Linked DNA regions of Mus musculus: all the other regions are linked to region 7. A link is a contact called in public HiChIP or PLAC-seq and promoter capture Hi-C data. All regions are on one chromosome and are shown on one strand. The core of a region is the stretch at or near the end of the contact, and the rest is flanking DNA. Distances in the headings are between cores, read along the strand shown.

Region 1 (3,333 bases), core at 669-3,168, 340 kb after region 7:
TGCAGTAATAGTCTAAGGGGGCCTGTTTTAGGACTCAGGCAATAGGCAGTTGTGAGTGAATGTAGGAAGTCCATCACCCCGGGGCCTGGTGAACTCAGTCAGAGCCCCGAGGCTCCACTTACAGTGGCTGTGATCACTGGGACTATCTATGTCAAGAAGACACTGGTAATTAAGGTACACAGGGCAGATGATGCATGGCTTATCGGCCAGAGTAATGACTGTTAGAGCTGCCACTAGATAGAGGTGACAGCATGACTGAGCTGGGTAAAGTGGTGCGCATCTGCCATCTCAGCCCTTAGGAAGCCAAAGCAGGACCGTCACAAGTTCAAGGCCAGCCTCGGCTGACCACAAGAGTGGTCACATTGTCTCACAGGGCCTCAGGGAAGGTTGGCACATATAACAGCCCCAAAGCTCTGAGTCTGTGGAACATATCCTGCCAGCAAGGAGGTGTCCCCTGGAACATGGAAACTGTCGATCTGCTGTCCTTGAAGCAAACAGTCACTATGCCACATTAACCATGGTCCCACAAGGACACAGTTACTCTGTCACCACCACAGACACTATGGCAGAGCCAGCCATCACTGTCATCATGTCACAACTGCACTCTGTGGAGTACAGATACAGCCATGCTGTTACAGCTCTGTGACAGACACCAACATAGTCACCCTGGGACAGTTACAGAAGCCCAGAAGCACAATGCCACTGTCACAATCACTGTCTTCATAGCAGAGTTAGGCAGAGCCCCAAGTACAGGCAGCCCCAGCCTGTCACACACAACTGAAGACCCCTCCCTGAGGCTACCATGGCAGGAATCCCAGCTACTCTACACACCTTCATCTGTCACTTCAGAAAGGTGGGAATTCTTCTTTGATGGGACCTCACATGCCCTTGGCACAGGTCCATGGGGCACCTTGGGGTGCCATGAAGCCCTAACTGCCTGGCTAGGGCTTGTTCCAAGTCATAATACAGCCTGGACTAACACCAGCTACTGTAGGGCTGCCCTGATCCAATTCTCCACCCACTAGCGTCTAGTGTGCTACCCCATGGGAAGTATCCAGCGTGGTTCTTCAGTCACCCCTTATCGAATGTTCCCTAGGACACCCCACAATTAGTCCAGCCTCAGTCAGTCTCTCCAAGAGGTACTCCCATTCCAGCAGCTGCTCTGTACCATTACTGGCTAAGCTTGTAGAGAGCCCTAAAACAGCATGGATCCCCCCGACCCTCAACTTTACCCTGGGTATCCCATAAGTTAAAGGGCTTCTGGTGCAGTGGCGCCCCCTCTCTCCACCCACGCGGGTCACGCTGGCCCCCCCATCCGCCCCACAGCGCCCCCTTTGGCCAGCATTGCGCGTGGCGCCCCTCGAGCGCTTGTGCGCTCCGCTCGCCGGGGGAGTCTCACCGCCTACTGCTGCCTCCGCCGGTACCGGTGCCGTGGAAGGACGAGGGCCAGGACATGCGGGTAGTCCGCAGGCCTGGCCGGTCGCCAGTGTCCACGGCGTCGGCGCGCTCTATGGGCCGGTGCGGCGAGCGCTCTGGCTCTGAGCGCTCGGCACTGTCCGAGTAGCCGCGCTGCTGGATGCGGATCGGGGTCCTCGGCTGCCGCCACAGGTGCTGGGGGGGCGGCTTCAGGGTGGCCTGGCCCTCTCGGGGCCCGGGAAGAGAGAGAGACAGGCTCCTCTCCGAGGGGGCGGCCGGAGGCTCCATGGCTCCCGCTCTGTCTTGTGGGGTGCCCGGGGGCAAAAACGTCCCCTGGCCTGTCCGAGCTCAGTGGCGCCACGGCCGAGGTGCTTGGGGACCCACGGGAGCTCCTGGCCTCAGTGGGGCCATGGCGCCCAAGGACGGAGAACGCGGACGGCGGCGGCGCCGGTGTCCTCCTGGCGCTTGGAGCCCGCTGCGCTCTCGGAACCCGGCGCCAGCCGCGACTCCCCGCCCCGGCCCGCCCCTCCCTGCCCCCCCACCCGCCCGCCCGCCTGGCGACTGTCACAGCGCCACCCCCTCCTCCTCCAAGGAGAGGAGGGTGGCGGTCCTCCACACCCACGCACAACCCATTCCCGCCGGGGAGGGGGCGCCAACGCGCGCCAATCTCCAAGAGCCCTTTGGAGCAGCAAACAACGCACAGGGACCGAAGAGTTAAAGGGTTAATGGCATCGGGACGAAGACATCCGACTGGTTGGCGGGGTGTCACTCAGCCGCATCCATCAAGGCTAGGGCGGAGTCAGGGGCTGTCGTATCCTCGTTTTTAGAACCCCTGTCACCCTTTATCCCAGGTCCCCTTTTGCGGGAGTGGTCCTCGTGCCACCAGGACGCGGTGTCTGCAAGCTAACAGTATTGCACGCAGGACCAATGACAGCGTGTGGCTCCTCCACCGCCTGGCGGGATGTGAGCGCACGTGGCCCCTTCCGAGGGTTGTCTATGTTTTCGATGACGCCTGGAAGTGTGTGCGCGCACGTGGTGACTGCTCCCGCTGCTGCTGTCGGGGGGGTGTAAGAAGGCGCGCGCACGTGTACGACCCGTCGGGAGGGCGGAGCGTCCCGTGGGGTCTGTTCCGGTGGCCCAGGACTGTGCACACCTTCCCACGCACTCCGGCGCTGTATTGTCATTATAATGGGAGGATGCTGGTGCGAGTTGTGCACGTGATTCTTCCTCAGTTGTCTGTGACTGAGGACGCATGTTGGTGTATGGTCGGCCTGGAGGCATCTGGAGGTATGGGAGTGTGTCCCTTTGGGTCCCCCTGTGACTAATATATAGGTATCGCTACCTCTTATCTTTCAGAATTTTTAAATTACATTATTTGTGTGTGTGTGTGTGTGTGTGTGTGTGTGTGTGTGTGTGTATGGGAACTCGAGTCTCCCACTTCATCATCCAAATGCTACATATCTCAACTACTGCAGCAAGATTTGGTCCAGCTGTGCACCCTCAGTCCTTGCGAATACCCATTAGATGCCGAGGATAGGAGAGGACAGAGGACATTCTGCAGAAGTCAGTTCTCTCCTAACGATTCCCTAGTGGGCCTTGGGAATCGAATTCAAATAGGCAAGCTTGGAGGCAAACGCCCTTACCCACTGAGAATCCCGCTGGCCCAATCGCCGCCCCCTCTTCTTTTAATTTTTAAAGACTTTAAGCTGTTCTTCGAAAGGTAAACTGAGGCAGGTGGGAGGGGTAGCTGGGATAGGAGAGCATTGGAGGGTGAAACCCACCCCTGACGTTTTCAGGCGAGTAAACAATCGGAGCCTTTTCCCCGCGTCCCCCGCCCTCAGAACCCCCCTTCCGGCACCTAAATCCGGAGTTGCCGTGACTCACGCTCCCGCCTCCCTCAGCGCCGTGCCGAGCGAA
Region 2 (3,304 bases), core at 595-3,094, 420 kb after region 7:
AGTGCCAGGCCCAAGGCCATGAGCTCCAAAGCTCCGGCATGAGGGCACCAGGCATGGGGTACCTCATTACTTGTCAACCTAAACCACGACGGCACCTATCACTGCCAGGAAACTGGCCCAAGAACACCTTGCTCACAGTGACTGACATTCAAGGTAACGGAGGAACCTGTACGGTCTACAGGGGCAAGTTCAGCAGGAACCCAGGACACACATATGCACTTGGGTCTCTCTGTGCCGATCAAGGCCAGGATGGCCAACATCACTATGGGGGTGTTCATGCCCCTAGGGATGGTGACCACTGCAGTGGCGTCAGTGTACACCCTCAGGATGCAGAACCCGAGTGGCTGCTACCACTTGAGAAACAGAAGTACCTCTGTGTCTCTCAGCACACTGTCGTCCAAAGATACAGCCCAGGGTAAGTTGTCCTGAGACAGGGGAAGACCAAGGTCCAGACTGAGAGGAGGATTGGGCCGTATCAAGTTCCAGATCAATAAAACCTTCAAGGGCTGGAGAGATGGCTCAGTGGTTAAGAGCACTGACTGCTCTTCCAGAGGTCCTGAGTTCAATTCCCAGCAACCACATGGTGGCTCCCAACCATCTGTAATGAGATCCGATGCCGTCTTCTGGTGTGTCTGAAGAGAGTGACACACATTAAATGTACTCACATTAAAAAATATAAAAATAAATCTTTAAAATAAAACTTTCAGCATGATAGTGCACACCTTTAATCCCAGCTCTCTGGAGGCAGAGGCAGGTGGATCTCTGTGAGTTCAAGGCCAGCCTAGTCTACAGAGTAAGTTATTCCAGGACAGCCACAGAGAAACCCTGTCATGAAAGACAAACACACACACACATTAGCACTTGCCCATAGACTCCTGAAAGTAGTTTTCTGGTGCTAGAGAGATCCATGTCTGTCATTATAAACTGCTGATCTTTTCTTCCTTGTGTCTTTTGCCAGTTCCTTCCCCAGCTCCTGTTTAACTTTTTGCTTCCTGTGCTGTCTATCTCTACTACCCCTACCAAGTCTGCTGGAAATGAAACTCAGGGGTTGCCATGCTTAGCAGTTAGTCCTTTTTTTCTTTGTTTTTTGAAACCCTGACTTACTATGTAGACCAGGCTGCTTAGGCCTTCAGAGTGCTGAAAATAATGCCAGCATTTGTCGTTGTTATTTGGTTGTTTGTTTTTCTTTTTTGAATCAGGTTTATCTCAAACTTGAGTTGTATAGTAGGGAATGACTTTGAACTTCAAGTCCTGCAGCTTCCATTTTGGTTTTTCGAGACAGGATGTCTCTGTGTAGCCCTGGCTGTCCTGGAACTCACTCTGTAGACCAGGCTGGCCTCGAACTCAGAAATCCACCTACTTCTGCCTCCCAAGTGCTGGGATTTAAGGCGTGCGCCATCACTGCCTGGCAGCTTCCATTTCTAAAGTGCTGGAATTGCATGCGTACATCAGTACACCTAATTTTTGTCTGTCGTTTCATTTTCTCTTTTGAGACAGGATCCTCATGAATTTGATTTCCGTTGTAACTGTGGATGACATCATAAGATCTGCCTTCCCCTCTAAAGGGCTTAGATTACAGGTGTGTGCACCTGACCAACTCTTAAGGCGGTGTTAGGGATTCACGCCTGCCTATTCTCAATCCTGCCTTGTAAGGCGGCTCCATGTTGCAGCTCCGCCCTTTTATTCAATGGCCCAGAGTCAGGGGAAGGGGGCAACGCTCGCGGGGCTGGTTCTAGCCAATACGCTGAAAGGGGCCGGGAGAGAGGCGGGGCTTCCACCAACCAATCACTACACGCGACCTCCTTGCCGCTCTATGTCGCTCCGCCCTGAGCTCGCTGGTCCCAGAAGGCGCCGGGTTTCCCAAGATGGCGGCCGACGTGTCCGTTACTCACCGGCCGCCGCTGAGCCCAGAGGCGGAGGCCGAAGCGGAAACTCCCGAGACCGTCGATCGCCGGGCGCCCGAACAAGAGTTGCCGCCGCTCGATCCGGAAGAGATCCGGAAACGCCTGGAACACACTGAGCGCCAGTTCCGTAACCGCCGCAAGATACTGATCCGAGGCCTCCCGGGGGACGTGACCAACCAGGTATGGGGGGTGGGGGTGAGAGCGTGGCGGGAAACACCACGGTGCGCGTGCGCGCGCACGCGGGCGGGGGGGTGGAAACCGGGCGGTACCAACGCTGCTGTGAGTGGGGGCTCTCCCCAGTGTCATATCCTCTCCCAGGGTCGTGAAACATTAAGAACGAAGTGGAAAGGGCATGGTTAGGAAAAAGAAAAAAAAGAAAACACTTTAAAGTGCTGGTCGACGTTGCTAGGGGCGACCATCGGACTTGGGAGAGGCCAAGTGGTTGAAGGTTGCAGGTAGTTGGAAGGGGCAGGCAGCTGTGGCCCTGCTGAAATATGTACGGGAGACTGTGAATAGATTGATTGAAATAGATTCCAACTGACCCATGCATATTCAGAGGGTTGTTTCCCTCCTCTGCCTTCGGGTGACAGGAGCTCAAATCTGGAAGTTTCAGAATTAAGAGCATGGCTTTTCTTATCAAGCATAATCGACACCTTTTAGAGGTAGACCCGGAAGTTGGAGCTGCATCCCTCAATGCCTACTAGAATTGATTTGGGAAAATGAAGTCTCCTTTCGACATGAACATGCCGCGGTGGGGGGCGGGGGTTGTATTCTGTGGCACTTCCCTGTGGCTAATCTTGTCTGCCGGGACTGCCCTTCTATTGGGAACCCATGTAGAGCAGGGTGTGCAATGCTCTTTGGACCCAAGAAAGTGGTATCTCTGTTGCCCTGCCCGGTGGTGGTGGGATAGGCCCTTTCTGATTGCTGCTAAATTGTCTGCTCACTGGCTCACCCTAGTACCCCCTGCTCTATAGGCACATGGCTAGTGAAGCTGCAGAGGTGTTGGGGAACACAATAAAGGACCAGACAAGGAATAGACACTTGTGTGCATGGTGTCCTGCATATCTGGAACTGCCAGCCCTATCTCCTTGGGCTCATACACAGGTCATTTGGTGCAAGGAAGCCAGGCAACTTGCCCTGGAAGCCAGCATTCAAAACAGCAGCCCTGTCAACATGAGGGAGTTTGGGTGGCCCCTGCACCCACACAGTGTAGGGTCAGATAAGTGAGTGGGGTCCCTGGTCAGGTAGCATGCCCCCTGTTGTCATGACAGCCCTGGCCAGGTACCCCTGGGTAGCATGCCCCCTGTTGTCATGATAGTTTGTGTGTTTCACTTCTTACAGCCTCAGCTGTTTTCCTCTTGGAGAAAATGGCTTCATAATTAGCTGTGGACCGGTTTCAA
Region 3 (3,692 bases), core at 1,152-3,651, 440 kb after region 7:
GACCATTGGAATGCCGGGCTGTGTGTCTGTATGTCTCTGTAGCCTTGTCATCCAAGGGGTCTCGGCGACAGCTCATGCTGCAGTGGTTTTGGCCCCTCTGGTTCCCACTGTTGAGCTTCCCCTCATCTCAAGTTGGCCTAAGGTGTGGGTGGTCTTAGCCCCAGAAGACAGATGAGAGACAGCTGGATTACCACCAGGCCTCAGTTCTGAGTTGCAGGCTAGGTGGCCTCAGGGTGACCTGCCCCACCTCTTTGACTCCCCAGGCTGTTGGTTCCTCTCCAATGGGCTCCAGTGAAGGGCTCCTGGGCCTGGGCCCTGGGCCCAATGGTCACAGTCACCTGCTGAAGGTACGGGCAGGAGGAGGGGAGGCACAGGGCTGGGCAACCCTGGCTCTGGGAGGCCACTGACCTGGCCCCCCTTGCTGTCTGTCTCCAGACCCCACTGGGTGGCCAGAAACGCAGTTTTTCCCACCTGCTGCCCTCACCTGAGCCCAGCCCAGAGGGCAGCTACGTGGGCCAGCACTCCCAGGGCCTCGGCGGCCACTACGCGGACTCCTACCTGAAGCGGAAGAGGATTTTCTAAGGGGTCGACACCAGAGATGCTCCAAGGGCCTGCACCAAGTTGCTTTTGGGTTTTTTCTGGTATTTGTGTTTTCTGGGATTTTATTTTTATTATTTTTTTTAATGTCCTTTCTTTGGGTAATAGAGAAATCTCTGCAAAAGACTTTGCTGACCAACCAGCTGGAGCTCAAGGAATGTGGGGTATCTGGGGCCACACCATTACCTGTGGGCTTGCTCCTGGAGCCAAACCCTGCAGCCTTAAGAGAGAGGGGCCTGACCTGCTCTCTTTCCCTCCCTAGCTCCAGGCCTCCTCTCCTGCCTCGTCACTCCTGTGTTCTGGCCTCTTGAGTGCCTTTGGAGGTGTCTCTGACCTGTGAGGATCAGAGACAGTCCCCGTTTTTAAACTTCGACAATTGACTTTTATTTCCTTTTCTAATTTTTATTATTTTTTAAAACAACCAGGATGATTATCACATCTACTCCCCCATCCGTCCAGAAAAGCCCCAAATTGATTCCTTCAGGGTCTGGCCTGCCCAGGCTCTATTCCACATGTGCAGGTTCCAACAGCTTAACCCTATTCTCTTCCCAGTCATCTGCTGCAGGTATAGCTGTCTCATGCCCCTGCCTGCCTATTCTGGCCAGTACCCTAAGCCCCAAGATCTCCAGCCCCTGCCCCAGTATCCTTGCCTTCTGATGCCTTAAAGTTGGGCCACAGGTCCTGCTGGGTCAGAGCCTCACAGATGCGGAGCTCCAAAAGCTCCGCTCAGGACCAAAGAGCTCTGGCCTAGGGTTCATCCTTTCTCCAGGTGTCTGCCCTGTGGACAGAAGGCTAAAGCCTTGATCTTGGCAAACCACCCCTTTTGCCCAAAGCCTGGATGCAGAGACCAGTATTTTCTGCTGGCTTCAACAGTCTCCCCTGCTGTCTGTGAAAGGTGACCATTGTACCCAGGCCACTGGGCCTCTACCATGTTCTTTCAAACCCAGGTCATTACCATCCCCAGGCTGGATCACTGGAGCAGGCCTCCTCTCTGTCCATGTGAGGGGGACCTAGGGGCTCTGCCCTTAGCCAGCTGAGCCACCACCAGCCTCCCTCCCCAAACATGATAACCCAAACCCACTCCAGTGGGTGTATCTCACCCCCTCACCCCACCCCCACCCCCTGCATAGACCTTTGCTGAATTAAAGTTTGTAAGTAAACGGTTTTAAAAAAAAAATCAGAGCTGGCTGGTTCTTGATATAAACCATGGGCCAGCAAACTAGCTCAGAATTCTGGTAACACAGACAGCCTGAGTTTTATCCCTCTGCCCCAAATGGTGGAAGGAGAGAACTGACTCCCGCAGATTGACCACTGACCTACACACATGTCACGGATGGGCTCATACACACAATCCCTAAAAATTTAAGTTGGGCTTGGAGGCCAGCCTGGTCTATATGAATTGCTTAGAGACTTAAGAATTTCTCAGTCTATAGAGATTCTGTCTCAAACAAAATTTAAATACTGGTTGCACATAACCGGTAATTCCAGCAAAGGAATTCGGAGATCAAGGCCAGACTAGGGGATCCTGTCTAAAAATTAGAGAACTCAGAGGTTGGTCCCAATTGCCGAACGTAGTTTTAGTTCCCAGCCCCACACTACCCATCAACTCTTCTGGGCTCCATAGGCACCCACTTGGTGCACATACGTACATATAAGCAGAACACATACAGTACGACCTAAGGGAAGAAATATCCAACCACAGGGCGAGGCCGGAAGTCCAGCTAGATCCCAGTGCATCACCTTTGACCTCACACGGCGCCCAAACGCTGCGTTTACTGTCGCTGAGGACGCGCAGAGCATGCTAGGTCTTCCGGTCACGTGGCCTATCATGGCCGCCTCCATGGCCCGGGGCGTGAGCGCCCGGGTCCTGTTACGGGCGGCCGGGGGATCTTGGGGACCCAGGGCCGGGCACGCGGCGGTAACATCTAGGACGTTCGGGACTACAGGTACATAGGGCTGGGCCGAGCCGCGGCGTGCAGCGAGGCCGCAGCCGCTCACCCACTCGTGTGTTTCCAGGCGAGCGGCGTGCTGGCGAGGAGGCGGCGGACAGCCCGGAGCTGCCCCGGGACGTGTGAGTGCCCCTCGTGCCACGCCCTGCCCCTCCCTGCCACTCCCTGCCTCCGGCTCAGCACCTGCACCCTGTTTGTCCCCAGGGTCAACGTGGTGTTCGTGGACCGCTCTGGCAAGCGGATCCCGGTGAGGGGCAAAGTCGGGGACAATGTTCTATACCTGGCCCAGCGCCACGGGGTGGACCTGGAAGGTAGGTCATATGAAACTAGGGAGATCCTTGGCATTCTTATACCTTTTTGTAATTTTGAGAGGTTTCCTATAGCTCAGGCTCGCCTCGAACTTACTATGTATCAGAGGATGACTTTGAACTGCTGACCCTCCTGGGACCTGGTGTGCACTACCACAATCCAATACTTTTGTTTAGGTGGTGTATGGGTGGGTCCGATCTCACTCTGTGAATCAGGCTGTCCAGGAACTTAAGTATGTAATCCCGGCTAGCCTCCAACTCATTGCAGTGAACCTACTGCCTCCACTTCCTGAGTCCTGAGACTACAGGCATGTGCTGCCTACCATATCACCAAATAGGTGGGATGGGAAGAACTGAGATGGAGTCCATGTTATTCAGGCTGTTCTGAAATCAGCTATATAACCAGGCTAGGCTCAAACTCACAATAGTGATGCCCCTGCCTCCACCTCTTTAGTGCCAAAATGGTTAAGACAGAGTCTCTGACTTACCCTTAAACCTGCTGGCTGATCATACTGCCTTAGCTTTCTCAGTTCTGAGAATACAGGTTGTCTCTACTGTTTTACCACCTTTGCGCTAACGCCAGTAAGATGGCAATAATGAAACTGGAAAGGTCGCCAGTGCTGAAGACTGCAGACGGCTTGTGAGAAGACCTGTGTTCTCTTCCTACCACCAGCTCTGTGCCAGGCAATTCACAGCCTTCTGTACCAGTAGTGCCGGGCACACTACCTCACCTCCATGGCACCTACTCACATGCACAACCCACACAGAGACACATGGAAACACTTAAAAATCTTTCTTTAAATTAACACTAAAATAAAACTAGGTTTTGGAGCAGCCC
Region 4 (3,588 bases), core at 222-2,721, 420 kb before region 7:
TCTTCTACCTCCCCGGTGGCTAGGACGACAGGCGTGTGTCACTGCATCCCGTTTACACAGTGCTGGGGTGGAACCCAGCTGCACGCTAGGCAGGTGCTTTGCCAACTAAGAACCAGCCCCAGACACCTGATCTCTTTAGTGTTTCCCCAAAGAGACTCCTCAGAGATGTTCCAGCCAGAATCTCCTCAGTATTGGCAGAAGTGAAAGTCAGAGGAGAGGTAAACCCAAACGGATGCCCAGTGACCAGCTTAAAGGTGGGAAGAGAAAACCAACTGCGTAAAGTTGTCCTCTGCCGTGCGTGCCATGACACACGCACTCGTAAGACATGTCTCATGCACAACAAGGATAACAAGGCTTTATATTTAAAAAGGGGACAGAAAGTAGTCACATGCCTTTAATCCCAGCACTCAGGAGGCAAAGGCAGGCAAATCTCTCTGAGTTCGAGGCCAGCCTGGTCCACTTAGTGAGTCTCAGTCAAGTCAGGGCAAGAGACCCTGTCACAAAAACCTTAAAAAAAAAAATGGCTTGAGAGTTGGTTTAGCTGCTTTTCCTGAGTACCCAGGTTCAATTCCCAGCACCCATAGGGTGACTCACAACCGTCTGTGTCTCCAGTCCCAGAGGATTTGATGCCCTCTTCTGACCTCTACAGGCACTAGATTCGAAAGCAGTGCCCAGACATATATACAAGCAAATCGTTAATACACATAAAAATTTTTTTAAATCTGAAACAAACAAAACACATAAAGGACAGGATGTGGTAGTTCAGCCCTTTTAATCCCAGAACTCAGGGGGTCCCTGAGTTCCAAGCCAGCCTAGTCTACAAAGCTAGTTCCAGGCCAGCCATGGCTACACAGTGAGAATCTATCTGGGAGGGGAAAAAATTATATATACTATATTGGGCTGCCCTGATTACACAGATTTAGTCCAATGCTTGTAAATGAAATTTGTTCTAGAATGTCACCTGAGGACCACAGATACCCTCGAAGATTAGAGCGGGAAAGGAAAGACACATTTCTGAGCGTCACCACCAGAAGGTCCCCAACCTTGCCTGCCCTCCCCACAACCCCAATTGAATCTTCAGCTGTCCCCTTCTCCAGAAAAATTTTCGAGCTTGGAAGCTTAACCATTGCTATTAGTCCTAACCCCTTGTTCTGTCAATCTAACACCCTTCCAGTCTCCCCATTCTCTTCCATTCCCACCTACTACAGCATACCACCCGTTCATGCTCTCCCATCAGGGACCACGAAGCCAGTCCCCAGCTGTGACGCTGAAGTTTTGATCCCCTGAGGACACCATCGTTGGAAAACGAGGGGAGGCCAAAGGTGGAGTCACAGAGAAGGGCGTGGTCCTCCCATAAGCCACGCCCGTTCACTCCGCTCAGGCGCGGAGCTCATTGGCGCCTGCGCATCTTCGGTGAGACTGGATGAAGTCCGGAGAGGCGAGATGGCCAGTTGATTCCCGCAAGCCAACTGGGCAATCCCTAAGTGGGAGAGTCCAGAGGAGTGAGAGCTGTGATCTCATTGGCTCTGGCTGGGAGGTGGGGCGAGGCCTGCGGGGCGGAAGAAAACCTGGGAAATCTCAGGCAAGCCGGAGCTGCACTGGAGCTGCCACGGTTCTTGGTCCCTACGCCTGAGCTCGTGTGCTCCAACGGTGGGGTCAGATGGGGCTCCGGGGGTGTTTTGGGATGTTCTTAGAATATCTCGGGTTCCGGATGAGGGCTCTTAGATGTCTGCAGAGCTAGGGTAATCCCTGAAAACCTAAGTATGTGAACTTGAGCTGCTGGGATTCAAGCTTTTGGGGTGCAGTGGACATTGTGGTTTAGAGAGAGTCTTTTGTTCTAGAATTTTGGTTTTGAGACAAGGTCTCATGTATCTCTGGTTGGCTTCCAACTCCTGCCCCTCCTGTTTCTACTTTTGTGCTGGAATGACAGACTAGAACCAGAACCTGTTTTATGCAGAACTGGAGACGGAACGCGAGGCTTCCTGCACGTGAGGCAAACGCTCTGCCCGCTGAGCCATTTGCTCAGCTGGACCTGAGATGTTTGCTTGCTTCCTTATTTTGAGAGAGTCTCACAGTATGTCAGGCAGTCCTCAAACTCAGTGATTTTCCTGCATCACCCTCTGATATGTTGGGGTTACAACTGTGAATCACCAGGCCAGTTTCTACGTCTTTAAAGGCTTTTTGGAATTGAGGAATCTTTTTCTAACTTTGAGCTAGAAAAGTGGCAACTCCCCTGTCTCCGTCTTCCAAGTGTTGGGGATTTACAGGTACAAGCCTTCATGTTGGGTGATATTATTTACTTATTATTATTACTATTATTTTGCAAGTATGGAGGATAGCATGTAAGGCCAGCACCAACAAAGTCCCTGACCGCAAAGCCACGATTCCAGCCCCAAGCCTGAGCCCAGATCGACTGGTTGGGCTTGAGATTGTCTAGGGTCTACTTTGGGTCTTCCAACTGCCATTTCCAGGCTGTTTTCTCTCATCTTTGCACCAGTGTGAGGCTGGCCCTATGCACTCTCTGCCAAGGCCTCAAAGCTCGGGGGTCGAAGGTTAAGCTGAGTCACCACTGTTTCCTTCCCAGGGCTGCAGAATGGAAAAAGGAGAGGACCCGGGAAGTCTGATTAAAGTCATCCACTTGCTGGTCTTGTCTGGTGCCTGGGGCATGCAGGTGTGGGTGACCTTTATCTCAGGTAGGGACCCTCCAACCTGTTATTTAGAGTGAGGACTGAGTAGGAGGGGGACCCGGAAGCAACCTAACGGTGTTTGTGGCCCTCCACCTCCCAGGCTTCCTGCTTTTTCGGAGCCTCCCGCGGCACACATTTGGACTGGTGCAGAGCAAGGTCTTCCCAGTCTATTTTCACGTCTCCTTGGGCTGTGCCTTCATCAACCTCTGCATCTTGGCACCACAGCGAGCCTGGATTCACCTCACACTGTGGGAAGTCAGTCAGGTATGAGGATTTGAGAGTCCTCAAGACTCCAGTGAACACTTAAGGAGATTTGTGTTATTTCAGTGTGTGTGTGTGTGTGTACATTCATGTGCACATGTGTACAATCTTATATAGAAAGACCAGGGGTTGGGGTGGGAGATTAAAAAAAAAAAAGAAAGAAAGACCAGGGATTGATGATAGGTGTCTCCCTCTAACATTCTCATATATAGATATAGATATACACACACACACTTTTAAGACAGGCTTTCTCCGTGTTACCTTGGCTATCCTAGAATTTACTCCCCAGCCCTTTATCTGATGCAGTTTTCACAGTGCTGGGATACCTAGAGCCTTGCACATGCTAGGTTTGCATTCTGTAGACCAGAATGGCCATGAACTCAGAGATCAGCCTGCCTCTGCCTCCTGAGTGCTGGGAGTAAATGTATGTGCTGCCACCATCTGGCTTATTTATTTATTTATTTATTTATTTTTGTTCTTCTGAGACAGGGTCTTTCTACAGAGCCCTGGCTGTCCTGGAACTCACTCTGTAGCCCAGGCTGGCCTCAATCTCACAGAGATCCATCTGCTTCTGTGTTCCAAATGCTGGGATTAAAGGCCTGTGCCACCCCACCTAGCTTATTTCTTTTTTTTGAGAAAA
Region 5 (3,289 bases), core at 478-2,977, 450 kb before region 7:
CCCATTTGTAGCTGTCTTCAGACACACCAGAAGAGGAAGGGCATCAGATCCCATTACAGATGGTTGTGAGCCACCATGTGGTTGTTGGGAATTGAATTCAGGACCTTTGGAAGAGCAGTCAGTGCTCTTAACCGCTGAGCCATCTCTCCAGCCCAGTCCACCAACTGGGATCCAAACATTCAAATATATGAGCCTATAAAAGCCATTCTCATTTAAACCACTGTATCATAAATGTATGTATATATGAATGTATGTATGTATTCATCTATCTGCCTACCTATCTGTCCATGGGTGTGTCAATGCATGTATGCATATGTGAACATATACATACTTGTATCTGTGTATATGTGTATATCCATATATGTGTCTGTTCATGTATGTATGTATCCATGCATCTACCCATGTATGTATGTATGTACGTACTATGTACTTATGTATGTATATGTATGCATCCACCTATCTCTGTATTTGGGGGGTTCTGGGGATAAACCCAGGGTTTTCCACCTGCTAGGCAAGTGCTGTACCACTACCCGCCATTCAACTTTGTTTTTTTTATTTTTAAGTATAGAAAGCACAGGTCTGGGGCTGGTGAGATGGCTCAGGGGTAAGAGCACCCGACTGCTCTTCCAAAGGTCCGAAGTTCAAATCCCAGCAACCACATGGTAGCTTACAACCACCTGTAACAGAGATCTGATGCCCTCTTCTGGTGCGTCTGAAGACAGCTACAGTGTACTTACATATAATAAATAAATAAGTCTTAAAAAAAAAAAGAAAAGAAAGAAAGCACAGGTCTGTGATCTGAGCACTCAGAAGCTTGGGTCAGGAGGATTGCCACAGTTCCAAGACGGCCTGGGCTATTTAGTGACATCCTGCATGGAAGAAAGCAAGCAATACTGGAGCTGTAGAGTTGGCAGAGCCCTTGCTCAGTAAGGTGAAGCTCTGGGTTCCAGTCCCAGCACCACATAGGTGGTGCATGCCTGTCATCCCAACACCCAGGAAGTGAAAGCAGGAGGACCAGGAGTCTAACATCATCCTTAGTTATTCAGGGAGCTTGATGTCAGCTTGGGATACACTGTCTCCAAAACAATCAGGGCTGGTGAGACGGATGGCTCAGGTGAGCTGGCTCAGCTGGTCAAAGATTTTTCTGCCAATACTGAAGACCTCAGCTTAATACCAGGAGCACAAGGCAGGAGAGAGCTGACTCCCCAAGTTGTTCTGTGCTGTCCACAAGCATCCTGCTGCATTTGTGCATGCACACACATGCACACACACACAAATGTAATTTTAAAAATAGTAAATATTTCATATTCCCAAATCCGTGTAATTCATAAACAGAAAACACCATAGCACGTGTCTGTCACGCTACACAGCCTGATTCCACTCACACACCCAGTTGCTAGTTGTCTTTAGGATTCTTATTTTGAACTGAGCTGGGGAAGAGATACTGGCTGGAGCGAGAGCCTCTCTTCCATCTGTGGCCTGCCGGCTGCACAGCAGGCTGGATTCACAGATGCCCGGACTAGACCTAGACGGTGAAACAACATAAGTCACTTGTCCGTGACCACATTAGCAAAGCCACCCGAAACAAAACTCTGCTGTCTGCCCCACCCCCTACACTGGTTTAGGCAGTGGCTGTGCCCAAGAAGGCCCCTGTTCCCTTGGTGGCTGTAGCTTATCTGTCCCCAGCCTGCAAGCTGGCCCCGCCCCCTGGAAGGAGCTGCCACTTAGAAGCTCCTGGTCAGCTGTGTCCGGCAGCTGCTGCTGACCCAGCTGTGGACTAGGGGAAAGGGGAAAGAGGAAAGGGAAGGAGAGGTGGGGGGGACGAAACAGGGGCGCTGGAGCCCTGAGCTTCCTGAAGCTAGGGCTGCATCATGGACAAACTCAGGGTGCCCCTCTGGCCTCGGGTAGGCCCCCTCTGTCTCCTACTTGCTGGGGCAGCCTGGGCACCTTCACCCAGCCTCCCGGACCCCAAGTTTGAGAGCAAAGGTAAGAACTGTACATGGGCAATGCTGTGGTCTGAATTCCCAGCCCGAGTCCCAGGGGCTAAATGTCCCCTGAACCTCCAGATGGGGTCCTAGGGGCCAAACTGGTGTCTGAACTCGATGAGGCATCTCAGAGTCTCCTCGCCCTGGAGTGATGCTCAGGGCAGAGGCTTAAGATTGGTTGGTTTGTTTGTTTGTTTGTTTGTTTGTTTGTTTGTTTGAAGCAGGATCTCGCTAGACATTCCAGGATGTCCTGGAATTGCTAGGATGAAAGGCATGTGTCACTCGCCTGTACTGTTTCTGGTTTTGAGGCGGCGTCTGTGTAGCCAAAGCTGCCCTCAGACTCATTATGTAATTGAGGTTGAGCTTGAATTCCTGATTCTCCTGCCTCCACCTCCAGTTGCTGGGATGACCTGCAAGAGCCAACACATTCGGCTCTGTTTCGTGTTTTGAGGGAGTCTGGGATATGGTAGAAATGGCAAGGGTAAGGTAGTGCTAGGTCCGCTCTCCTGGGGGAGGGGATCGAGCTCCCAGAGACTGTGAAACAGACCCGCTGCAGACTGTAAACTCAGTTTGGCGGGCGGATGGTGCTAGGTCCTTTGGACGGCTTGCTAGGAGGAGGAAGGGGGCGGGGGACACGGTTGGCGCTATCGGGGGACAGCCGGGTGCCTGCGGGAACCGATAGGAGGCCGAGTTCTCTGCGCTCACACACACCCGCTAGGGCGGGGCGAACAGCGCTCAACTTGCAGGGTGAGTGGGCGTGCGCACGGAGGAGTAGAACAAGGCAGGCGGGGTCGCTACTCTTGGGAGTTCTGAGGCGCCACTTTTGCAAGACCCCTCGAAGGCCCTTTTGGAGAAGAGGGCGGGGCACTAAAATTATCGGATCTGCACAGGCGACAAGAGGGAGGGTAAGGGCACCGTGGAAGGCAGACCTGGGCTTCCCTGATCTCCCCCTCCCCCCGCCATGGCTATCCCCTTTTCTAGCGGCCCTGCTGGCATCCCGGGGCTCCGAAGAACTTCTGTGCTTCACCCAACGCTTGGAAGACTTGGTGTGTTTCTGGGAGGAAGCGGCGAGCTCCGGGATGGACTTCAACTACAGCTTCTCATACCAGCTCGAGTGAGTCCTCAGGACTGGGTGGCCTTAGGAGGGGTGGGTAGAGCAGAGCTTCCTGGATGGGCCTGGAGACTAGGTTAAGGGTGGGAAACTCCGGGAACGGAGGAGGGGATGGGGGTGGTGCGGATGGTGTGGAGGTCGCCCCTGGGTGGCCGGAGCTGGAATAATTCTTTTCCATCAATGGACTCAGGTA
Region 6 (3,374 bases), core at 281-2,780, 340 kb before region 7:
GTGTACACAGATCAAGAGCAGATGGATACCTAGGGGGTTCCCCTACCATCTAGGTCTCCTTCCTGTGCCTTCAGAAGCTGATACAGATTTGCTGGGCAACTGGGGCAAGTCACCCTGCCCTCTGGCTCCAATTTCATCCTCTGTAGATGGGGCTCCTGCTAGCATCCATCCATAGGTGGGATAACGAGCAGCACTCAAAAAAGCTCTGAGGCAGACATGTCCTGTGCTGCACAGCTGCCTACCCTACCAAGACTGTTTTGACCGTGACTGCTCAGAGGGCTGAAGCTACTCAGGAGAAGGTGTGGAGGCAGCAGACAATTGGCATATCCAAAGATGAGCCAGGACTGAAAAAATTCTAGGAAACTGTTATTGGGAAAGGAGCTGTTGGGAAGATATTTAAGGCCACAAATTAATGAAGACATCCTACAACTTCAGGTAATCAGAAACTTCCGGACTGGCTCGCTCAGGTATCGATACTGGCTTTCTGAGTCACACCTCCTAGAGTGACACCCCTGAGCTTAGCTGGACTCATCCACCTCTCTACTGCAACCCAGAGACTGGCAGGAAGTCCCTTGAGCACCTTTTGAGGCCTACTATGTAAAAGCCTCCACACTGCTAGGCTTCAGTTAACCCACTTGTCAGTAGTGGAAAACAACAGTTCTTCCCACCTATGTCCATTGAGCGACTATAAACAAAACCTTAGTAATTATTGTGTGACATTGATGTTGTTTTTTAGGCAGCGTGCCTCCGGGACTAGTGAGGACCTAACTTTTTTGTTTGTTTGTTTGTTTTGTTTTGTGTTGTTTTTTCGAGACAGGGTTTCTCTGTGTAGCCCTGGCTGTCTTGGAACTCACTCTGTAGACCAGGCTGGCCTCGAACTCAGAAATTAGCCTGCCTCTGCCTCCTAAGTGCTGGGATTAAAGGCATGAGCCACCACTGCCCGGCTGACCTAACAGGTTTTGATGTTCCGTATTTTTTCTTCCCAGCCCAACAGAAGACTCAGTTTCCCCATCTTGACCCCAGTGGGAGGGGAACACTCCCTTCCATGCCCTGCCCCTGCTCCACACCCACCCCATGCCCTGCTCTGCCTGGTCCCCAGCTCCCTAGCCCATCGCAGAGATGAGCCACTCACAACGTCCCGCCCATCAAGGACCGTCCCTCATAAGCCACGCCCACAAAGATCCTCATCTCTCCAGCCTTGTCCCGGTCCCTATCCTAGAGCAGCGACATCCCAGATCACAGCCTGCTCCATCCTCCTGTCAGCGCTGTCTCCTCCCCATCCCCAGTATTTCTGTCCCACTCTCAATGCTGGCCCCACGGCATCCCAGAAAAGGCTCCGCCCTATCTAGGGAAAGCCCCGCCCCCTCCAGAGAAGGCTCCTCCCCATCCTAGAGTTGGCCCGGCCTCGCCACCACGCCCCGAGAAGACCCCGCGTCATTCCCGTCTTGGTTCCGCGGCTGGGGCGGGTCGAAGTGCAGGCCCCGCCCCATCAGCACAGGCCCCGCCTCTCCCGCGCGCCTGCTCCGCCCAGCCCGGCTGCCCAGACTCGGGAGGCTGCGGCGGGACGCGGGGCGTCATGGCGGCCTCGGAGCGCCGCGCCTTCGCTCACAAGATCAACAGGTAGTGAGAGCGGCCGCGGTCACGGCCACTCTGGGCGGGACGGGCGAGTGCTGGAGATGGCGGGCAGCGGGGGCGTGCCGGGCTCCCCGAGGACTTCCCGGAGGAGGAAGCGCATCCCGGGTCCGTGCGGGCCGGGCTCCGAGAGTGCTAGGCTGCATTCGGACCCTCTTGCCGTCCTTCCCTTCACCAGCCTGGGGAAATTCGCACCCCTCCCCCGCCCAGGGTCCCGGGACCCAGCTGTCTGGAGCTGGGGACAGCTGGGGATAGCCCCTCAGTCTCCTGCCCCAGCCTCTCCCAGCACCGGCTGGGCGTGGGAGGGGGCCGAGGGGGCTGGGGACTGAACCAGCTGGTGGGCAGACAGGGGAGGGACAGGCAACAGATGCTGGGGGATCCCCTTCCATGGACACTGGATTGTGAGAGAGGCTCAAATCTGGGGTAGGTTAGAAATCATCCCAGGTAAATCATCCCAGGTATCCGATCCTCTGGAGACCTGTCTGACCACCTTAGGTGAGAGAAGCCACTCTGTGGGTCCCACCCTGATGGAGACACAAGAAAGTTGCCCCATTCTTGGATTTCGCTCTGGTGGGACAAACATAGATGTGTCCGTGGTATGGTGTGGATGCATAAGACAGGAAAGGGAGGATAGGGTCTCAATGGTAGGCCAGGTAGAGTTAAGCACAGACCTAAAGGAGCGAAGGAAGAGATCTGCCCATCATCCAGGAAAGAAGCAAATGCAAAGGCCCTGGGGCCACAGAGGGACCAATAGGAATAGATTTTATAGGGCCTACGCCTTGTAGGCCAGAAGGACTTTGACTGTGACCCCAAGTGAAGTGAGAGCCACAGAGAGTTCTGGATAGAGGAGGGTTGTGATCTGGGGCAGAGCAGTTGGGCAGTTTTCTGTTTGTTGTCTTGCCTCCTAAGTCCTTATGCCTTTAGCTCAGGTGGGAAAGATGTGCAGAATGATCCTGGGCCTTGATGTAGTGAGGGAGCCCAAGATTTCCCAAGCAGCCTGGTAGATAAATAGATGCTTCTGCACATTCACCTACCTATTGAGTTCTCCCACAACCCCAGATGAACCTGCAACTGAATGGAGTCTTGGTTTTACTTTGTTGTGTTTTGTTAGTCTGGGATGGGGTCACGTAGCCCATGCTGACCTCAGATGCACTATGTAGCCAAGACCGGCCATGAACTCCTGGCCCCCCCTGCCACACTCAGTTTCCATGGTAACCACATCTACAGCACCTTGCTTTTGTGTTTGCTTTATTTTGAGAAAGGTTCTCACCCTATCCTAGCATTCACTTACTGTGTGTACATGTGTATACCACTCTCGTTGTGTGTGTGTGTGTGTGTGTGTGTGTGACAGGATGCTTGTAGGAAGGAGCCTTTTCTTTCCACTTGGTTTCCTGGGATTATACTCAGGAGGCTCAGCAGCAAGTTGCTCCTGAGCCATCTTGCCAGCCTCCCTCTATTTTCATTTTTGAGGCAGGCTCACTCAACTGGGATCTGGAGCTCCAGATAAACTGGTCAGGGAACTGGCCCTGGGGATCCTCTTGTCTCTGCTCCCTGTTATATGAGTTCTGAGTCTGGCTTTTTTTTCTTTTTAAAGTTTTGCTTATTTTATGTATGTACACTATCTTCAGACACATCAGAAGAGGATATTTGATCCCATTACAGATGGTTGTGAGCCACCATGTGGTTGCTGGGAATTGAACCTAGGACCTCTGGAAGATCAGTCAGTGCTCTAAACCAAACCG
Region 7 (3,599 bases), core at 136-2,635:
AAAGAGAAACTGTTTAAAAAAAAAAAATAAAAGGACTTCAAGTACTTCAAGTACTATATTAAGCAGATATGGGGAGTGGACACCTTGTTTTATTCCTGATTGTGGAAATGTTCTGAGTTCTGTTTAGGCTGATGTTGGTTGCTGTAAATTACCTTTATTCTTTTGAGGTTTCTCTTTCTTTTTTTTTTTTTTTCCCCGAGACAGGGTTTCTCTGTGTATCCCTGGCTGTCCTATGTCCTGGCACTCACTCTGTAGACCAGGCTGGCCTCGAACTCAGAAATCCACCCGTCTCTGCCTCCTGCGTGCTGGGATTAAAGGCGTGCGCCACCACGCCCGGCTCAAGCTACTTTTCTTATATAGCTCATCCCCACCTGTCTAGGAAAGGTACCATCTACAGTGGGCTGGGTCTTCCAGCAACGTTGAAAATGCCCAACAGGCAATTCCTCAAGTGACACTCAACTTGCCAGATTATTTTGTCAAGTGAACAAGAGCTAAGCACACAGTGTTGTGTGTGTGTGTGTGTGTGTGTAGGTCAGAGGACAATTGCAGGAGTCAATTCTGACCTTCCACTATCGTAGCACATGGGGATTAAACTAAGGTCATTAGGTTTAGCAGCAAGCGCCTGTGTTCTCTGAGCCATTCAAAGCCCAAAATAGATTCCTTGATTTTTTTGCTGGTCTGGAACTATGTAGTTCCATACCAGTTCGAGAGGATGGCCTCGAACTCCTTCCACCTCCCGACTCAGCCTTTCAAGTACTGGAATACTGCATGTGTCAGCACAGATGCACGTGGACCTGCTGACCCAAAGGTTTGAGATGTATTGTACGCAGGCTGAGGCAGTATTCTACTCACCAACAAACATTCCACCACCCCCTTAGGGATGGTATAAGGTGTAAAGGAAAAGCAGTCGGGGGAGGCCATGCTCACTGAACTAACATCGCCAGAACTCCAATATTGGAATACTAGCACCTGGCATATCTGCCTGTCGCACCCGTCACACAAGTTGAGATCAGAATCCAACAAAGCCGCCGTCCTCGGAGGGCTACGCCTACACTTGATTGACCAATGGGCAAAAGCACCTTGAATTGGGGAAGGCAGAGAGCGGGCGGTGCCAAGGGAGGACCTGCAAACCTCCCCGTTTAGTCATCTTAATTGTTGCCTGTAAAGAAGTGCTTCACCATTTTTAGATTTGTCAGTGCCCCCACCAAATGCAGTGGTTGATATCAGACTTGGGTAGGTTTCACGAAGTTCGCAGTAGCGTTAGTATGCTTTCTAGCAGATTAGGCAATTACCAGGGCAGCTCCCCATCCTGGGGCCCTTCAGTCAGCATTCCGCGGCTTTGGGGTCGAACAGAAGCCGAAGCCAATGAGCTTTGCCGAAATAAGAGGTGGGCAGGACAAATCCTTAAAGGGTCCACGCCCCGTGAGTAGAGGGTGACCCGGATGATGGCGGCCGGCGCGGCCGTAGCACTGGCCCTGTGGCTACTCCTGCCAGCAGTAGGAGTGGGAGAGGCAGGGCCGCCGCCTATCCAGGACGGCGAGTTCACATTTCTGCTTCCCGCCGGGAGAAAGCAGTGTTTCTATCAGTCCGCACCGGCCAATGCTAGTCTTGAGACCGAGTACCAGGTGAGAGAGGGGGTCCCGGGCTCGGAATAGAGCAGGGCTGGGGGCGTGGCCAACAGGCGGGAGGGGCGGGGCAGAGGTGTGGCCAGAACGCTAATAGTCTTGCAGAGAAGGGGCATGCTCTGCTCAGAGCTCTTTGGGTTGGGTTCTAGGGAAGTTCCTGGCGGCTGTTGGGTAGGTTACGATTAAGTTAGCGGTCAGGTAGACAGCCACCTTAGACTACTCAAGGGCGTTGGCAGGGTGGTTGATAAAAGACCTCACGTGGATGTATCCATCTTAGGGACTGGGAAGAAACCTTGTAGGTGTGGATGGATGTTGGTCTTCAGATAGGCCCTTGGGGGAATCCAAATAGCTTGCTGGGTTAAAACAAAACAAAACAAAACAAAAACCGCTTGCTGCTAAACTACGACGACCCGAGTTTCCTAACTCTATGGTAGAAGTGCAGCTCTGACTAATCTCCCTCCACAGGCGCTACTCCTCTATCTCAAGCAAATACCTGGGATTTGTGGTTGTTCTTTTTTCTTCTTAAAGATAGGTTCTTGGTGATCTTACATGGGTCTTTCCCGGTTCGGTTTAACCCAGGCTTTCTGTGGCAGATAGGCTTGCACAAAGCTGCCAGTTCCCCAATTCTTACCTGCTCTTCAGGTGATCGGAGGTGCTGGGCTGGACGTGGACTTCACCTTGGAGAGCCCTCAGGGTGTGCTGTTGGTCAGTGAGTCTCGAAAGGCTGATGGGGTACACACGTGAGTGAAGTCCTGCCCTGCCTTGGTTCAGTTACAGCCCTGCAGCTCCCCAGTGGCCTCAGGTTACCATCCTACTGGTTCCACAGACCAGCTGGCTGGTCACTCCAGGGTCACGTCTATGTCTCATCTGTCTGCCCAGGGTGGAGCCTACTGAGGCCGGAGACTACAGGCTGTGCTTTGACAACTCCTTCAGCACCATCTCAGAAAAGCTTGTGTTCTTTGAGCTCATCTTTGACAGCTTCCAAGATGAGGAGGAGGTAGAAGGTTGGGCGGAGGCTGTGGAGCCAGAAGAGATGCTTGATGTCAAAATGGAAGACATCAAGGTGAGCTGGGTATGATGGTGCATGCTTAGAATCCCAGTTCTGAGGAGGCTGAGGCAGGATGCCAGTGAGTTCAAGACCAACCTTATTTACATAGCAAGCTCCCGTCTCACAAAACCAACAGAAAGGGCCGGGAATAATTGAGTTGGCAGAGCACTTACCTAGGACGCTCCCACAGCTGAGCCCCCACACCCAGCACTGCACACACTGGGTATGGTTCTCTTGGTCCTGAGGATCACAAGTTCAAGGTCATCCTTGGCTTGCACAGACTAGCAGAGTTTGGTGAAGTGGCTTGATAGGCAAAGGCAACTGCACCAAGCCTGGCTACCTGGGGTCGTCTGCCATGCACGTGTGCCCCAATCCCTCTTAAAAAGAAAAGTCTCACACCCACCCAAAAAACAAAAAAAAAAACACCAAGGGGAAAACCCCTCAGTTTCTAGAGAAGACGTGAGGCAGGTGAACGGATAGCCAGAGCCGTGCGTGGTGGGGTAGGTAGGCATTCTGACTTAAGCAGCCTGACCCGTTCCTTTGTGCCCTGGCAGGAATCCATAGAGACCATGAGGACCCGGCTGGAACGGAGCATCCAGATGCTCACTCTGCTCCGAGCCTTTGAGGCTCGTGATCGAAATCTTCAAGAAGACAACCTGGAGCGGGTCAACTTCTGGTCAGCTGCCAATGTGGCTGTGTTGCTGCTGGTGGCTGTCCTGCAAGTCTGCACACTCAAGCGCTTCTTCCATGACAAGCGCCCTGTACCCACGTAGCCCCTGCCACAGAGGATGAGGGCAGCGGGTGTGTGACTTGCTGGACACCTCCCAGACTCAGATGAGACACTACATAGTTGGGTCCTTAGCAGTGGCCCCATGTGTCTCCCTTCCTCAGTGACCAGGGAGTGCCAATGGCTCACAGACCCCTCG

The links. Promoter capture Hi-C pulls out the DNA fragments that hold promoters and counts their contacts. HiChIP or PLAC-seq counts read pairs in DNA pulled down with a chosen protein or histone mark.
Region 1: a promoter capture Hi-C map of liver shows a contact between it and region 7, with 4 times the contacts expected there. The contact joins the promoter of Pde4a here to the promoter of Tmed1 in region 7. A contact is called at or near these places in 5 of 39 promoter capture datasets (cranial neural crest, liver, macrophages and 1 more), 1 of 484 Hi-C or Micro-C datasets (embryonic stem cells), 3 of 115 datasets of contacts at active chromatin or transcription factors (bone marrow-derived macrophages, embryonic limb bud and pancreatic cancer cells) and 1 of 9 other capture datasets (liver).
Region 2: a promoter capture Hi-C map of neural stem cells shows a contact between it and region 7. The contact joins the promoter of Raver1 here to the promoter of Tmed1 in region 7. A contact is called at or near these places in 3 of 39 promoter capture datasets (embryonic stem cells, neural stem cells and pre-B cells) and 1 of 484 Hi-C or Micro-C datasets (B cells).
Region 3: a contact with region 7 is called in a promoter capture Hi-C map of liver, with 2.1 times the contacts expected there. The contact joins the promoter of Fdx2 here to the promoter of Tmed1 in region 7. A contact is called at or near these places in 3 of 39 promoter capture datasets (liver and pre-B cells) and 2 of 9 other capture datasets (liver and pancreatic islet).
Region 4: a promoter capture Hi-C map of liver shows a contact between it and region 7, with 4 times the contacts expected there. The contact joins the promoter of Ccdc159 here to the promoter of Tmed1 in region 7. A contact is called at or near these places in 4 of 39 promoter capture datasets (embryonic stem cells, hippocampal neurons, liver and 1 more), 1 of 115 datasets of contacts at active chromatin or transcription factors (pancreatic cancer cells) and 1 of 9 other capture datasets (macrophages).
Region 5: a promoter capture Hi-C map of embryonic stem cells shows a contact between it and region 7. The contact joins the promoter of Epor here to the promoter of Tmed1 in region 7. A contact is called at or near these places in 2 of 39 promoter capture datasets (embryonic stem cells and pre-B cells) and 1 of 9 other capture datasets (pancreatic islet).
Region 6: a FOXA1 HiChIP or PLAC-seq map of pancreatic cancer cells shows a contact between it and region 7. The contact joins the promoter of Dock6 here to the promoter of Tmed1 in region 7. A contact is called at or near these places in 3 of 39 promoter capture datasets (liver, neural stem cells and pre-B cells), 1 of 484 Hi-C or Micro-C datasets (embryonic stem cells) and 3 of 115 datasets of contacts at active chromatin or transcription factors (embryonic limb bud, embryonic stem cells and pancreatic cancer cells).

What each region holds. Positions count from the first base shown.
Region 1 is chr9:21,164,299-21,167,631 of GRCm38.p6, reverse strand. It overlaps Pde4a (phosphodiesterase 4A, cAMP specific), which reads right to left and starts at 1,918. Exons shown (of 15, transcript NM_183408.3): 1 at 1,400-1,918. The coding sequence starts at 1,704. Gm36118 (a long non-coding RNA gene) reads left to right here and starts at 1,964. Exons shown (of 3, transcript XR_870565.1): 1 at 1,964-2,703.
Region 2 is chr9:21,090,539-21,093,842 of GRCm38.p6, reverse strand. It overlaps Raver1 (ribonucleoprotein, PTB-binding 1), which reads left to right and starts at 1,844. Exons shown (of 13, transcript NM_027911.4): 1 at 1,844-2,084. The coding sequence starts at 1,866. It overlaps Gm38431 (predicted gene, 38431), which reads left to right and starts at 1,835. Exons shown (of 17, transcript NR_038081.2): 1 at 1,835-2,084.
Region 3 is chr9:21,072,240-21,075,931 of GRCm38.p6, reverse strand. Fdx2 (ferredoxin 2) reads left to right here and starts at 2,401. Exons shown (of 5, transcript NM_001039824.3): 1 at 2,401-2,543; 2 at 2,614-2,668; 3 at 2,751-2,857. The coding sequence starts at 2,426. Raver1 (ribonucleoprotein, PTB-binding 1) reads left to right here. Exons shown (of 13, transcript NM_027911.4): 12 at 264-347; 13 at 436-1,774. The coding sequence ends at 582. It overlaps Gm38431 (predicted gene, 38431), which reads left to right. Exons shown (of 17, transcript NR_038081.2): 12 at 264-347; 13 at 436-641; 14 at 2,614-2,668; 15 at 2,751-2,857. It overlaps Mir7082 (microRNA 7082), which reads left to right and starts at 344; the gene lies at 344-435.
Region 4 is chr9:21,925,354-21,928,941 of GRCm38.p6, reverse strand. Ccdc159 (coiled-coil domain containing 159) reads right to left here and starts at 1,471. Exons shown (of 13, transcript NM_025977.3): 1 at 1,214-1,471. The coding sequence starts at 1,224. It overlaps Tmem205 (transmembrane protein 205), which reads left to right and starts at 1,407. Exons shown (of 4, transcript NM_178577.5): 1 at 1,407-1,650; 2 at 2,585-2,693; 3 at 2,788-2,951. The coding sequence starts at 2,594.
Region 5 is chr9:21,962,014-21,965,302 of GRCm38.p6, reverse strand. It overlaps Epor (erythropoietin receptor), which reads left to right and starts at 1,727. Exons shown (of 8, transcript NM_010149.3): 1 at 1,727-1,986; 2 at 2,967-3,099. The coding sequence starts at 1,872.
Region 6 is chr9:21,850,791-21,854,164 of GRCm38.p6, reverse strand. It overlaps Dock6 (dedicator of cytokinesis 6), which reads left to right and starts at 1,530. Exons shown (of 50, transcript NM_177030.3): 1 at 1,530-1,620. The coding sequence starts at 1,577.
Region 7 is chr9:21,508,020-21,511,618 of GRCm38.p6, reverse strand. It overlaps Tmed1 (transmembrane p24 trafficking protein 1), which reads left to right and starts at 1,385. Exons shown (of 4, transcript NM_010744.4): 1 at 1,385-1,625; 2 at 2,268-2,365; 3 at 2,505-2,688; 4 at 3,228-3,599. The coding sequence starts at 1,443. The coding sequence ends at 3,446.